Regions from separate parts of the Mus musculus genome. Here regions 2 and 3 are each linked to region 1. Evidence: chromatin contacts called from public ChIA-PET and Hi-C data. All regions are on one chromosome and are shown on one strand. Each heading gives the region's core, a stretch centred on a gene start, on an enhancer-like site or on the middle of the called end of the contact. The rest is flanking DNA. Distances are from core to core; before and after follow the strand shown.

Region 1 (4,310 bases), core at 1,194-3,693:
ATTTAACTGGGACTGGCTTACAGTTTTAGAGGTTCAGTTCTTTATCATCATGGCGGGAAAGCATGGCAGCATGCAGGCAGACATGGTATTGGAGGAGGTGAGAGTTCTACATCTTGATCTGAAGGCAGACAAGAAGAGACCCTAATTCCATCCTAGGCAGAATTTAAGCACAGGAGGCCTCAAAGCCCACCCCTACAGTAACACATTTCCTCTACAAGGCCACACCTACTCAAACAAGTCCACACCTACTCCAGCAAGGCCATACCTCCTACTAGTGCCATTCCCTGTGGGTCAGGCATTCAAGCACATGTGTCTATGGGAGCCTAACCTACTCAAACCCCCACGCTCCCTGAGCTGTCTCACTGACCCATTATTTTCCTTATTGACCAACATGAACTAAAGGCTTGCCAGGACCTGGCTCCACCTCAGGTAGAAATGTAAGCAGCATGGGCAGTTCTTGGTTAGCAGCTGGCCCTCTGTGGCCCCTCCATTGCAGTTTATTATTTACCATCTAAGCAAATGCAACATTTGAATCTGCTTGTAGCAAATTCATGGGACCCGAGGCTGACTCCAGTGTGCAATCATAGAAATAAATCACAGAAACAAAGCAAGCGGTTTGGGGCTGCTGAGATGGTTTGCTAGGTAAAGGTGCTTGCTGCCAAGCCTGATGACCTGAGTTCTAGTCCCAGAACCCAGAAGTGGAAGAAGAGAACTTGACTCTTGCAAATTGTCCTGGGACCTCCACATAGGTGCTGTGCAGAACATACCCACATGTGCACACATATATATGCACGCACACACACAAATCAACAAATGTAAAAACAAAAAACTTAAATAATCTTGGATCCTTGAGAGGGAGGAGGAGGAGGAGGAGGAGGAGGAGGAGGAGGAGGAAGAGGGATGGATGCAGCTTAGACTTTGGGTCTGCGTTCAAGTCCAGCTTTTATGGAGATTCCAAAAGGCAAGGCAGCCCACTTAGGGTTAGGTGGTCTTACAAGTTGGGTATTCGTGTGGGACAACTATGAGCAGAATTGCTAGGTGTCACAGGGATGCTATGTTAACCCTTTGAGGAATGTCAGGGTTTTCCAGTGGTTGGTCATGAGCATCCCTGCCAGTGTACGTAGGTTGTAGGTGTCCCATCTCCTCCCCACCGCTCCCTGTCTCTTTCTGTCTGCTGAGTAGTATCTCATGGCAATTTTGTGCTGAGAAAATTTTTCTTTCCATGAAAGTTGTCCCTATACACGCTACTAGGTAAAATATCCTTAACTTAATTAACAGTCCAGTACAGATGCACATCCTGTGTCATCCTAGGCAAACGGACAGGACATTCACTCATGGTTCTCCCATGGGGTAGCTGCTGCTTCGTGAGTATGATAGTAGAATATGAACATCTTACCACTGTAGCCAGCTGGAAGCCAAAATAGAATCCATGCCCTCTTCTGAGACAGGCTGCCCAAAGCTGTGAATTCCCTCATCAAGAACAAGTGGCTGAACAAATGCTTGGCACCCAGAGCCAGAATAAAAGCTAGGCAGAATGAATGAATAACTCTAGCTTTGGGAGTCAGGCACAGTTGTCGCGTGGCAGCTTGATCAAGCTACTCAAGGCTGTCGGAACCTTGGTGGTAGTAACTCCGTCAGTCACACGGTGAGATGCGAAGTGCCGGGCTCAGGACAGACACTCAGCTGACGTTAACTCCCTTTCCATATATAGCTTTGTTGTTAGCATCAGATATATTTTTTTTCCCAGATAATGGCAGAGCAGAGGATTCATTGTGTTGTTTAGATATCTTCTCTTTGCAGAGAAATAACGAGCTCTTGGCAAAAAAAAACCTTAGTGCTGGTAGAAATGGATACTGCAATTTGGTAGCTGCTGACTGACACGTGTTTGCCAAACAGCTATTCAGTCTTGAGCAAGCTCACCTAAAAGCGGGGAAAATGGGAGAATCCTGTAGTTTTATCCTCTTTGCCAGGTATTTATTTGGAAACAAATATCTTTGTAAAGTCCCAGCTTAATTTTTTTTTGTGTGAATAAAATGTTGACACGCTTTGGCTTAAGAGTTCAAACTATCCTATGTGAAACTTAAGTGTTAGTCGACACAAAGGTGTCAGACGCTTTCCAAAGGCTCATTGCTTTGATTTTTGATTTTTGGGTTTTTTTGGTTTTTGATTTTTAAGAAAATGTTGGTCTTTTTGTCACTGGAGTCTTTTGGGTTTTTTTTTTGTTTGTTTTTTGTTTTTTTTGTTTTTTTTTTCTTGCCCTGCAGGGAAGTCCTAGTAACAGGCTTCATGTCTGATTGGGTTCCATGGCAACAGAGGTTGTGACTTTATTAAAAGAGAGCCCGAGCATGCCAAGAAAGATAAAAATCAGAACATGGGAGATGTCCGAAGAGATGCATGTGTTCTGAGGGCCGTGTGCCCTGGAATGCAATCGGTTTCTCGTTCGCTGTCCTTGGTCTCCGTTAGCAATATGAGGCCCACAGCGTTGCCCCTGAGGTCACAGGGTTCAGGGCTCTCTCTTTGAAAACACATTTACATGTTTGCTTTTCATTCATTCACTGATCTTGCTTTTAATATCTTTTGATGTATTAGGAAAAATCCAAGCAGTTATGTGAAGAACCTAGGCAGGAAAGGATTCTGGTTTTTAAGGTAGGAGGAGAATATATGGCATCCCTTTTTGGAACTCATTACAGCTGTAAACTGTGCGATGGTGTGGGAGGGCCAATTAGAGGCAATTATAACCAGCTCGAGCTTTCCCTGAGTCAAAGCTTGCTCTGAGCTTTCCAAGCTGGGTCCTGGGAGGGTGGGGCGGAGCAGAGTGCTTCTCCTCCTTGTTTCTCAGTTAGAAAAGCTGATTCTGGTCTACAAGCGGAGCGTCTGTAGCAGGGCTTGCCATCCTTTCTCTCCCGACCACGACCACAAGAGGCTGGCAGTTGCCAGGACCAGAGCTGTTTGGCTCAAAGTGCTAACAGGAGCTGAGGAAACAACGGTGAGGTGGTTGAATCAGCCTGCGCTCCTGCCTTCTTGTTGCTTTCTTTCTCAAGGGTAATCAGTCAGGCCTTTCCCCTCATTCTGATACTGAAAGTGAAAGAAACCGAGGGGCCGGTCAAATCAGACAGGTCACCCTGTCTGTCATCCTCTAAGCCGGTGGGTGGCACGTTCTGACCTGCATCCGGAACTCAGACTTTGTTAGTCACGTACCCACAGCTGCCTCACGGTGAATCAGAAACTTCGCAGATACTTGGACTCTGATGATTAAACATAGCAGGCAGTATTGGTCTGTGAGCAAAGAATGAGCTCACCACGTTCTGGGCCCCCGAGCCATAGTTAATCAGACCTTGGGGAAATTATGTCACTCAGTCAGCCCTGGTTCCGTTCTTCACAATGAGCTCGACCTGAACAGATGCTTCTCAGACTTCCCTGTGTATAATATTACAGCCTGGGCTCCAGCCCAGGACACGGAACCTCCTAGAAATTCTGATTCACTGTCTCGGGTGGGGCAAGGAGGGTTAGAGGCCCCAGGTGATCTCATGAGTAGTTGTTCTGGAAATACCGCTTACCTGGCTCACTGATGGCAAACTAGTTGGAATCAAAACTGGAGGGAGAAGGGAAGCTGTCGGGTATAGATTCCCATTGATCAGGATTAGGCAATGGTGGCCAGGCTCAAAAACAGGGCCCCACTTTCCCAGCTCCCTTCTCGGCTCAAACATAGCTGTCTTCCCTGCCTGCCCCCCACATCTCTAAGGAACCAGAAGGGGCCGAAGTGATGAGAGGCCAGTTGGGTTTGTTCGTTCTCAGTGGCTCACATCCCGGGGCAGGGTAGCTCTGAACACTTACACATTCGTTCCTAGACTCTTGGCTCTCTGCAGTGTTGTCCCCTCAGATAGAAGTGTTCACTAAGGACTTAATTCCAGTGGGCAGGAGGCAGTGGCAGAGACATCGGAATTACCTAGGGAGGTTGTTTGAAAAGAGTGGATCTGAGCCCTAAAGATTCCCCGTCACGCAGAGCCCTGGTTATTCTTTTTAATATGAAGCATTTTTACAAGGAAAACCCATGTTCTTTTGAAGATTTAAAACTAAAGCTATAAGAAACCAGACCCCAACCAGCCCTCCTGAGTACAACTAACTTCAAGTTCAGGCGCACACGTGTAGCATAAAGGAGATGACCACATGGGGTCACTTAGATAATGGACGTGCACACAACCAGAGCCAGGGCCTTAGAGAGCAGCCGGCTGGATCGCTGGAGAACCTGAGTTTACTGGTTAAATCATTAACTGCTAAAGCAAACAGGGTTCAATGTGTGTCTCCTCTGT
Region 2 (4,310 bases), core at 749-3,248, 330 kb before region 1:
TGGAGAAAACAAGTCCTCTCTAGGTAGAAGCCAGGCTTGTTAGGAGTAAGCAACCCCCCCACCAGCCCCCCAACAATGTGCATTGCCCAAGGGGCAGATCCAGAGAAGAGGCCTGGAGCAGTGAGGCAAGTCAGCCCTTTTGCCCCTAGGTTGCTTTCTCACTGGAAACAAAACTAAGACATAGGTAAAACTTTTAAATTAAAGGGAAAAAGAAATGTTCACTAAGGAGCTGGTATGTGGTGAGGCATATATGTAGTGCTAGTGATCCATAGGCTGAGAGAAGCATAGAAAGTTCCAGGCCAGCCTATACTATGTTGCAAGACTTTGTCTCAAACAACAACAACAAAATTCTGTTCTGATCATTTGCTCATTTTAAAATTTTGTTGTTGTTGTGTCTTTTATTTTGAGGTCTTTGATCTGGGTTACTGGAAGTAGAGTTACCAAGGTAGGAAAGACAGAGAAGGCTTGGTAGTCAGGAGTTCTCTTTTGTAGACACAGTTGGGTCTGGAGAGTGACAGCTGAGAGCACTCATCGGCAGTCAGGATAGAAATTGATGCTAGACACAGGAATTCCCTGGGATTTTAATTTTAGCTAGTGTACTGTGTAATTTAAAAGAAGACGACCTTCCGTGCCACACCTTGCTTGCTGCTCTGGAGACCAGGTAAGAATATTCTGTCTGGACTGTTAGGAATTGAGTTCCGATTGGTAAGTTGCATATGACTTGGGGGGGAATCATAAATGCCTGCTCTTCAGGTGTGCTTGGGAATAGTGTGTGTTCCCTGTGGGAATGGGAGTTCTGGCACTGAGCCTATGTCTGTAGAGATGTTGGCTGTCGAGGAGCAAGAAGCTTTTAATCACAGGCCAGCTCCTGCACCTGCTGGATACGACACTCATCTCCCTTGAGTGTGTGCTGTGTCGTCTGGGGAGTAAGGGAGCCCAGCTCCTGGATGGCTGAGTGAGCTGTCAGCTGCATGACCGACTGCAGAGCTCGCAGTGAGGAACCTGTGAGGCTGCCCAGCTGCAGGTGGTGGCTCTGTCCTCCGCTCTGAGTCAGCAGCTGCCACTAAGGCCTGTGACAGTCTTGCAGCTTGCTCAGCAGCTGAGTAATGTCACCTGGGGACAGGTTTTCTTCCGAGGCATTAGTAAATTTTGATAGAATCAGAGATCTTTAGTCATCTTGTCAGTTTCCCTTACTCTTCCCTAATCTTGTGGGGTGGCAAGTTCACTTTATGGATCCTGTCTTTGCTTTGTTCCTTTCAGTCTGCCAGTCGCCGTTATGGCCACTCGGTCCACCCGTGGACCTGCAGAAGGGATGTGTGTGCCAGTGTGGCGGATGTCTTGGAAGGACACTGGGCTGCATGGGCCTTGAAAGGAAAATGTTACTGTCTGTTACCCCGCACAGTACTCTGCTCAAAGACTTTCAACTGCTATTCATCTGAGGCCTACTGCACGTCAGGCACTGGCGCTGTGTCCCTGTGAGAAGGGAAGCACACGTGCCCTCCAGGAGTTTACAGCACCTGATGAGTACAACCTGGCAGAGTCATACAATTCTACAATTCTTTACTAAGATTAAAATGTCTTAGTATTTGTATTAGTTTAAATGCTTATATAGAATAATCTCAAAGTATTACTTAAGTAAATGCTACATATTTTATACCACTTTTATCTCTCCTCACTTTTATCGTTAAATTACCCATCATTCCCTAGCTCTTAGCCTGAGCATAGAGTTGCTGACATAAAGACCAAATGAATCATGAGTAGCTACGTAAAACTTGGCAGGGTTGGAGTATTACTGAGTGTGGAGAAGTGGACTGCTGGGTTATTTCATGCAAGTAGGATAAAGTCATTGTTGTCTCTTGTATCAGTAGAAGTAGATTTACTGTTTTTGATTTGACGTGTTGGAACCCTGACTTGCTTAAAAATTGTAGTTTAATGGCTTGCTTGGATTTTTCTCTGCAGCATATATGCCATGCCTCCACTTGGTGGCACCTTCTGTTCACTTATAGCTAACATGTCTTTTTCCTCAGTGTAGAGCACTCATGTCTCCTTGTATACTGAAATCAATCTCTCTCTCTCTTTCTCGCTCTCTCTCCCTTCCCTTCTCTCTCTCTCTCTCCCTCCCTCCCTTTCTCCCTCCCTCCCTCCCTTCCTCCCGCTCTCACCCACCCTTCTTCCCTCCTGTTGGCCTGTCTTCTAGTTTTTTTGTTTTTATTGTTGTTAAAGAACAAAGCCATAGACAGGTTTGTGTGGAGGAGGTGGGGTAGGCAGAGGAAAGTCAAGAGTGCTTCATTGGATCAAAGCACTGAGTGAGGCTGTTCACAGACATAGAAAAGATGCAGTGGGTGTGGTGGTCCATGTCTGTATGCTCAGTAGTAGGGAAGTGGAAAAAGAAGAAGAATCAGGAGTTAAAGGCTGGCCTGGACTAAATACCACCAGCCTGGGCTGCAGAGTGCCTTGTACCAGGGAGGTGGGGATTATAGAAGACATAAAGATAGTCAGACAGGTGGGCGGGCTGGGAGAAGGAGATGTAAATAGTGGTGGGTGGCTCGGGGTAGAGCATTCGTGTTCCCTGCACAGAGCCCTGGCTTCATTCTGGAACTCCACAAAGACACAAAACAAAGCAAAGCCTGATTGTGAGGTGTGACTGTTAGAGAAACCTTGGTAATCCAGAGGCACACAGTGCAACCAGAAATACACTCTGAATTCCTTGGCTTTTGAACGGACACCCTTAGGATTCCCCTCACCTGGTCCACGGATATAGGTCGGCTTTTTTAGAAAAGGAATATGTTCTTTTTGAGAGATGAGATCATGTTGTGTTGCCTAGTTTGGATCTGAACTGGTAGGTTCATGGGATCCTCCTGCTTCAGCCTCCTGTGTAGCTGCTACCTCTGTCCCCTAAGAATCCCAGTGGAGAGAAGAGATGTTAGTTTACTGTCACATCCTCTGTAGAAGAACATTTGTGGTTATAAATAATAAGCATTTGTATTTGTGACATATGCAAGTGATTTGTGGTTTCCTCCCCCATTCACAGACACTTCCTGCGTCTCAGCAACATTCTGCCTGTTAGTCAGTGTTCCCCTAGCTGGGGGCTGTTGTACAATGGCAATTTGTATTTAAAATTAACATCCCATTTATTGCAGCTGTAAATCTTAAACTGTAGTTCTTCTTAAGCCTCGAGGCTTAGCTCATAAGCAGAATAACAAGATTAGTAAATTGAATACTTTCTGCATAAAAATAAAGAATAATCATTTTCTTTTGTTCCTTGATGAATGTTTGATAAACTCTAATGGAAAGGATTAAATTCTCCTAAACAGTTATATCTATTTACAAATTTAGTTCATTACATTATTTTAAGCATTTTAGTTAGGTTACATCTATAAATTTAATATATTTAATTTTCCCCAATCCTTCAAATGCCCAGGGAATCGTGTGTCAAGTCACTGTTCGGATCACATAGGCAGTTCTTATTACTCAAGCCAGAACTTAAGGGTCATTTCAACTCATCTAAGATCTGCCAACTACTTTTTCCTGCCTTGCTTCCTTTTAAACTATTATTAATGTGTCGCCCTCATCATTAACTGTTCTGTTTTCATACTTGTGTCATTGATAACATGTCCACCCACCGTTTTGTACCCCCTCCCCTGCTCTCTTTTTAAAATTGGGTTCATTATTATTTGTATACAGTGGGGTGCTGTGAGGTAGGGGCTGGGTGAGTGTTACAAGGACTATATGGGACCAGAGAACAAACTGGTGAAGTTGGTTCTCTCCTTCCATCTTTATGTGCATTTTAAGATCCCACTTGGGCCTCAGGCTTTCTGGCAAGGCCTCACCAGCTGAGCCTTCTCTGCAGCCCTGCTGCTTCTCTTTAAACATGGCAAACTGCTACCAGAGACTTCTACTCAAATCCAAGCCACAGGTAACAACAGCCGAAATGGTCTGGTTACATTCTTGACAGCTGCCGCTGCCTGCCTAGTGGGGTATTAGTGGTTGGTTTTGGGTTTTGGTTATTTCCTGTGCTGAGGATTGGATTTAGGGCCTGTGTGTGCCAGTCCAGGACTGTCCCACTGGGGATTAGTCAGCTTCACTCTTGTTCCACTACTGTGCTTTTGTGTTATATTTGGAGGTTTTGCTCATTATTTTGATTGAATTTTCAGAATCAAACCTGGGAGCTTGTGTGTGAGAGACAAGCACTCACGGAGCTCTACCCCAGTCCCCTCTTTTCTTTTTCTGCAATCGCATGCTGGGCCTGTGTTCTTTTCATAGTGAGAAAACAGGTTCCATCTCCTCACTTGGTCCGTAAGGCTCCTATG
Region 3 (4,310 bases), core at 592-3,091, 280 kb after region 1:
TCATGCAAGAATGTTTTAAACATTTGCTGTGGAGGGTGGCCTGTCAGTGTTCAACTGCTTTTAGCGATGGAGGTGGCCTCCACTTCAGCTGTTGTCCTGCCCATGTGCCAGCCCTTGGCCCTTATCATTCAGACACCTCTTGCACGGTTCACAGGTCAGATGGGCAGTATTCCCTTCCCTGAACCTCTAAGGCTGGTCCCAGGGTCCCTGTCTCCAGCCCTCTCCTGTGAACACGTCCCACTGAATTGGGGGAGGGGGTTTTGATGGCCCAGATTTGAAGCCACTATGTTCAAAGGGACATTGGGTAGTTCAGGTATAGGCTGTGTTCTGCTTCCTGCCATCGGCTGAGGCATGCAGCCCTGGGGCAGTTTCGGTTCCCCCTAAACAATGAGGTTTCCAGGATCCATGGACACTAGGCCTGGTGGGGGAAAGGGGAGGGCTCCTCCCAAGCCAGAGTGCCTTAGTAAAGATGAAACAGTAGTTACATGGCTCCAATTGGAGCCCCCATGTTACCAAGTTCATCTGCAGAGCTAACTAATTCAGCTTCGAAAGGAGCATCCCTCTGGCTCTCTGTCTGATTTCCTGTGAACAGGAGGGTTACCGACAACCCTTTGGGGCCTCCCCTAACCTCTCCGCTCACCCCTGTCTCTGCCTTTGTACTTCCTCCAAGCACAGGTCCCTCCCTTGGTCTCCTGCCACCCTCTACCTCTCCTGGTCCACTTCCTCCCTGCCTCTCTTTGCTTCTCTCCCCTCTGCTGACAACTCCCCAAGTAGCGAGTAGCCTCTTCCTGATGCGGGACAGTAGCGAGTAGCCTCTTCCTGATGCGGGACAGAGAGGGGGATGTTCAGAAGTTTCCAAGGTGGGGCAAGGGGGACCAGTACCTGACATTTCGTTCTCATACGAAACTTCCTTTATTTCATGGTTCATTATCTCACCGAGATCTGCTTTCCGTCCACCCCCTTGGGAAAGGGCCTGACCACAAACCTAAGAACCTCACTTCTGCCTTTCTTACACATGGCAGAGACACACCAAGGGCCCTTGTGTGGGGACTGGGTTGGCCACATTGGTTGACGCAGAGGCCAGCCAGGACCCCCAGGGCTGGGCAGAGGAACAGCCACTGGCTCAAGGGCTCTCTAGTTAGGATTTTCCAGCATTCCCCAAATGGAGCTGGTGACATATGGCTTCACACTGCCCCTCGGGCCCTCAGTTCTAGCCCTATCGAGTCACCTCCAGCATCTTTTAAGGATCTCCCTAAGAACTTAGGTGCCTGTCCCCTACCCTGTGCCACATAGATACCTACTCAACCTAGATTTCGGTAGCAGAGGCAGGTTGAAAAACCTTTCTAGAGACACTGACTAGCCTAGGAAACCACCAGGCCACAAGATTTCTTTGTCGTCAACTAACACAAGGAATTGTATGTCTCATCTGTTGGGGGACATGTCTTCTCTCTTTAGATGACAGACCAGAGCTGACTATCAGCTCATTCAGAGGCTGGCACCATCCTCGCTACCCTCGGACCTACAGAATCACATCTATTCTGTCTGTCTTGAGCCCCCATAGGCAAAACAGCCATAAATGTACTTACCTCTGCAGACCATTAAGGGTTAAATGAGAAAAGATAATCCAAGCTCTTGGCCTGATGTCTGATGTATAGCCAACAGCAGTGCTTAATAGATGTCAACTGTCATATCTGTCCCTACCAGGCCTTGGAGTCTGGGAAGGGAGCTCACCTGAAGGTTGCTACCTGCTTAGCATCAATGAGCAGGGCAAGAGGAGGCCCCCCAAGCCCCTTGATAACTGGAGGGATTCTTCCACTGAAAGTGAAAGTCCCGCCCAGGACTGGCTGGCTGCCACTTCCTCTTGGGCACCGTGCCGCTCTCCCCCCTCACCACCGAGTGTTCCACACACTCTTGAATCAGCACAGAGAAGAAATCTTGACCCAGAATGCTTTGCTCAAGGGGGCCGCTTGGGCTTGGAGCCCAGATTTTTCTGAACACTTCTCCCCTTTCATGCCTAAAAGCAGCTCCTGCGAGTTCCTGGTAGGGAAGAGCTGGGAGTGAATTTCAAACCAGTAGACTTACCAGTGAATGGACACCAAGCCAGAAACACACAAGCAACAAAATGATACAGTGTCCACAGTGAACACGCTAACCCGGGGGACTCAGGCAGCTGGGTGGGTTGGGGCGCTGGGGAATGGACGCAGATAGCAAGCAAGCTTACTGGTTTTAAACAAAACCTCAGGGTGCGTGTTTGCTTTCTGTTTCCTCTGAGCATTGTACACATTAGCCACAGAGTTTTTAGAGAAGAGACTGGTGGATGCCATTCTAGGGCTTTTGGCTTAGGGTCAGCTGAGGATTAAGACCTGGGAACCTGGGAGAGGGTCTAGCACCTGTGTTCAGCAGTGGCCACCCACCCAGCCTCAGGGAGGCCCAAAGGCAGCTCTCTCCAGAAATAACCACTTGACACATCCCCAGAGCAGATGATATATACCAAGTAAACAGAAAAGGAGGCAGATTTCATTAATCTTAATAAACGGCCATTGCCTTGGGAGTGGGAAAAGTCAGTTAAAAAAATTTTTTTTAAATGTTGCGTATCTACTCTTAAGATTGCATTAAACATTAAACTAGGCACAGTCTAATTTAAAGTGCTGCTTGTGGATCTCAGCTTAAGCAGCCCTGTTAAAACCTGTGGCATAGCAGTGTATCTTATTCAGGGTTTAATTAGATTTTGAAGCAAGCTGCAAATACACAATTATGCCGTTTTGCTGGAATCTGGACGGCTGGTGAAGTTAAAGATGGATAAGAACCTCCCTCCATCCCAGGGCCTCAGAGCGATGAACAAAGACCATGTTCAACAGAAACACCCTGATTTTCATTTTAATATTTTATAATAATGGCCAATATTTATGGGGTTCTTACTCAGTGCCGAGCAAATGGTGTACTCCTGCTCATCTGGGCTTCAAAACAGCCCAATGATATTCATCTTTTGTTAACTCCACAGGTAACATGCCAAGAAGCGATGGAGCCGTCTTAACTCCAGACCCAGCCCTGGGCTCCAATGCTCATAGAAAGTTTGGACTCTGAAAGATTTGAAGGTTCAATGAAATTCAACCATATGCCATAGTCACTTCAAGAAAGTGAACTCGGAGGACAGAAGGCTCTTTGGGGATTTGCTTTACTGCTGAACACCTGGGAAGAAGGGACCGTCATTAGCTGCCAGTGTGCCAGTGAGTAATGAGTATTTCCAACATGTTTTAAAGGACTCAAGAACAGTTTGTGCTCATCAGCGTTTTAAACAGTCTCAGGTCTCGGGACGTTTTCCTACATAGGCTAGCAGAATCAAGGGTGTTAACTAAGATAAGAAGATGAGCTCGCATATAAGAATCTTACCCAAGAGAGCCCTACGTGAATTATATGTACCCTAGGGACTACTAACAGCAGCAACAAACAAAGAAAATAAACAAACAAGACCCGCACAATTGTTATTTTCCATTCAATCTGGAAGACCCACGATCAAGTTCAATTAAACGCTGACTGCACAGAGCATTCTGGACTTAGCTCCACAAAGACACCAGTGTGGGCTAAAAATAATTGCCTATTGTCTTACCTCTGACACTGCAGAGCCCTGTGACACTTACCCGGAGGAAACCGGAGAGACAGACAGACATCCAGTTCGTCAGGAGCTTCTCCACCACAGACTCCGTGCGCCTCAGCATCAGCTTTGGTTGCATATTACTGCACTGCTCCATCAGGTCCCTGGTCAGCACCTCCAGGATGCTGGTCAGGTAGACCAGTTTGGTTTGCAGAGCAATGGTTAGGAAGGAGGCGAAGAGACACCTGTTTAAAAATAGAGCCTGGTGAGCCGTTAGCCCTGGACTCAGGAGGACTTGTCTGATTTCCGTGAAATCTTGCTGGCAATGGGGGAATTGTCTCCTGAGGAGCCATTTTTTTGTGTGTTGTTTAGGTTCCGATCCGTTCAGTTCTTATGGCATAAGATTACCCACCAGGCGTAAGCACCCACATAGCTCAGTTGGTAAACTGCTTGCCTAGTCCATGGGGCGCTGGTTTTGATCCCTAGAAGGGCATATATGGGCTGTGGTGGCAAACAGTTGTCATCTCAGCAGTATGGAGGGAGAGGCAAGAGAATCGGGAACTCAAGGTCATGTCAGCTACAAAGGGAGTTTTAGGCCAGCCTGCTGGGTACATGAAATAACAAACAAACAAACCAAACAAGTCATTTTCTATTTTTTTTCCCAACAAGAAGTGAGTTTCTTTTCCAAAAAATTTAGGGTATTTCTTTAAAATTCAAA

Evidence for each region. Hi-C and Micro-C count contacts between places; a contact is called where the count stands out from the background. ChIA-PET counts read pairs in DNA pulled down with a chosen protein or histone mark.
Region 2: a contact with region 1 is called in a Hi-C map of cortical neurons, with 3 times the contacts expected there. The contact joins two enhancer-like sites. A contact is called at or near these places in 3 of 484 Hi-C or Micro-C datasets (bone marrow-derived macrophages, cortical neurons and hematopoietic stem cells), 4 of 115 datasets of contacts at active chromatin or transcription factors (SST interneurons, neural tube, oligodendrocyte precursor cells and 1 more) and 1 of 9 other capture datasets (adipose tissue).
Region 3: a contact with region 1 is called in an RNA polymerase II ChIA-PET map of memory CD8 T cells, with 8 read pairs. The contact joins two enhancer-like sites. A contact is called at or near these places in 2 of 115 datasets of contacts at active chromatin or transcription factors (effector CD8 T cells and memory CD8 T cells) and 1 of 9 other capture datasets (adipose tissue).

The regions. Positions count from the first base shown.
Region 1 is chr10:94,542,583-94,546,892 of GRCm38.p6, forward strand. The region is part of intron 1 of Tmcc3 (transmembrane and coiled coil domains 3); the gene reads left to right. Among named protein-coding and RNA genes, the nearest start is that of Gm40743, 30 kb to the left of the region's middle. Within about 2 kb of position 2,444, at least 300 of the 459 cell types and tissues checked have an H3K27ac peak or open chromatin away from gene starts, as enhancers often do. A contact at or near this core is called in SST interneurons, adipose tissue, bone marrow-derived macrophages and 3 more, where this site is marked.
Region 2 is chr10:94,208,918-94,213,227 of GRCm38.p6, forward strand. The region is part of intron 3 of Ndufa12 (NADH:ubiquinone oxidoreductase subunit A12); the gene reads left to right. Among named protein-coding and RNA genes, the nearest start is that of Ndufa12, 12 kb to the left of the region's middle. Within about 2 kb of position 1,999, at least 28 of the 459 cell types and tissues checked have an H3K27ac peak or open chromatin away from gene starts, as enhancers often do. A contact at or near this core is called in SST interneurons, bone marrow-derived macrophages and cortical neurons, where this site is marked.
Region 3 is chr10:94,827,705-94,832,014 of GRCm38.p6, forward strand. Plxnc1 (plexin C1) reads right to left here. Exons shown (of 31, transcript NM_018797.3): 20 at 3,639-3,837. Among named protein-coding and RNA genes, the nearest start is that of Plxnc1, 110 kb to the right of the region's middle. Within about 2 kb of position 1,842, at least 232 of the 459 cell types and tissues checked have an H3K27ac peak or open chromatin away from gene starts, as enhancers often do. A contact at or near this core is called in adipose tissue, effector CD8 T cells and memory CD8 T cells, where this site is marked.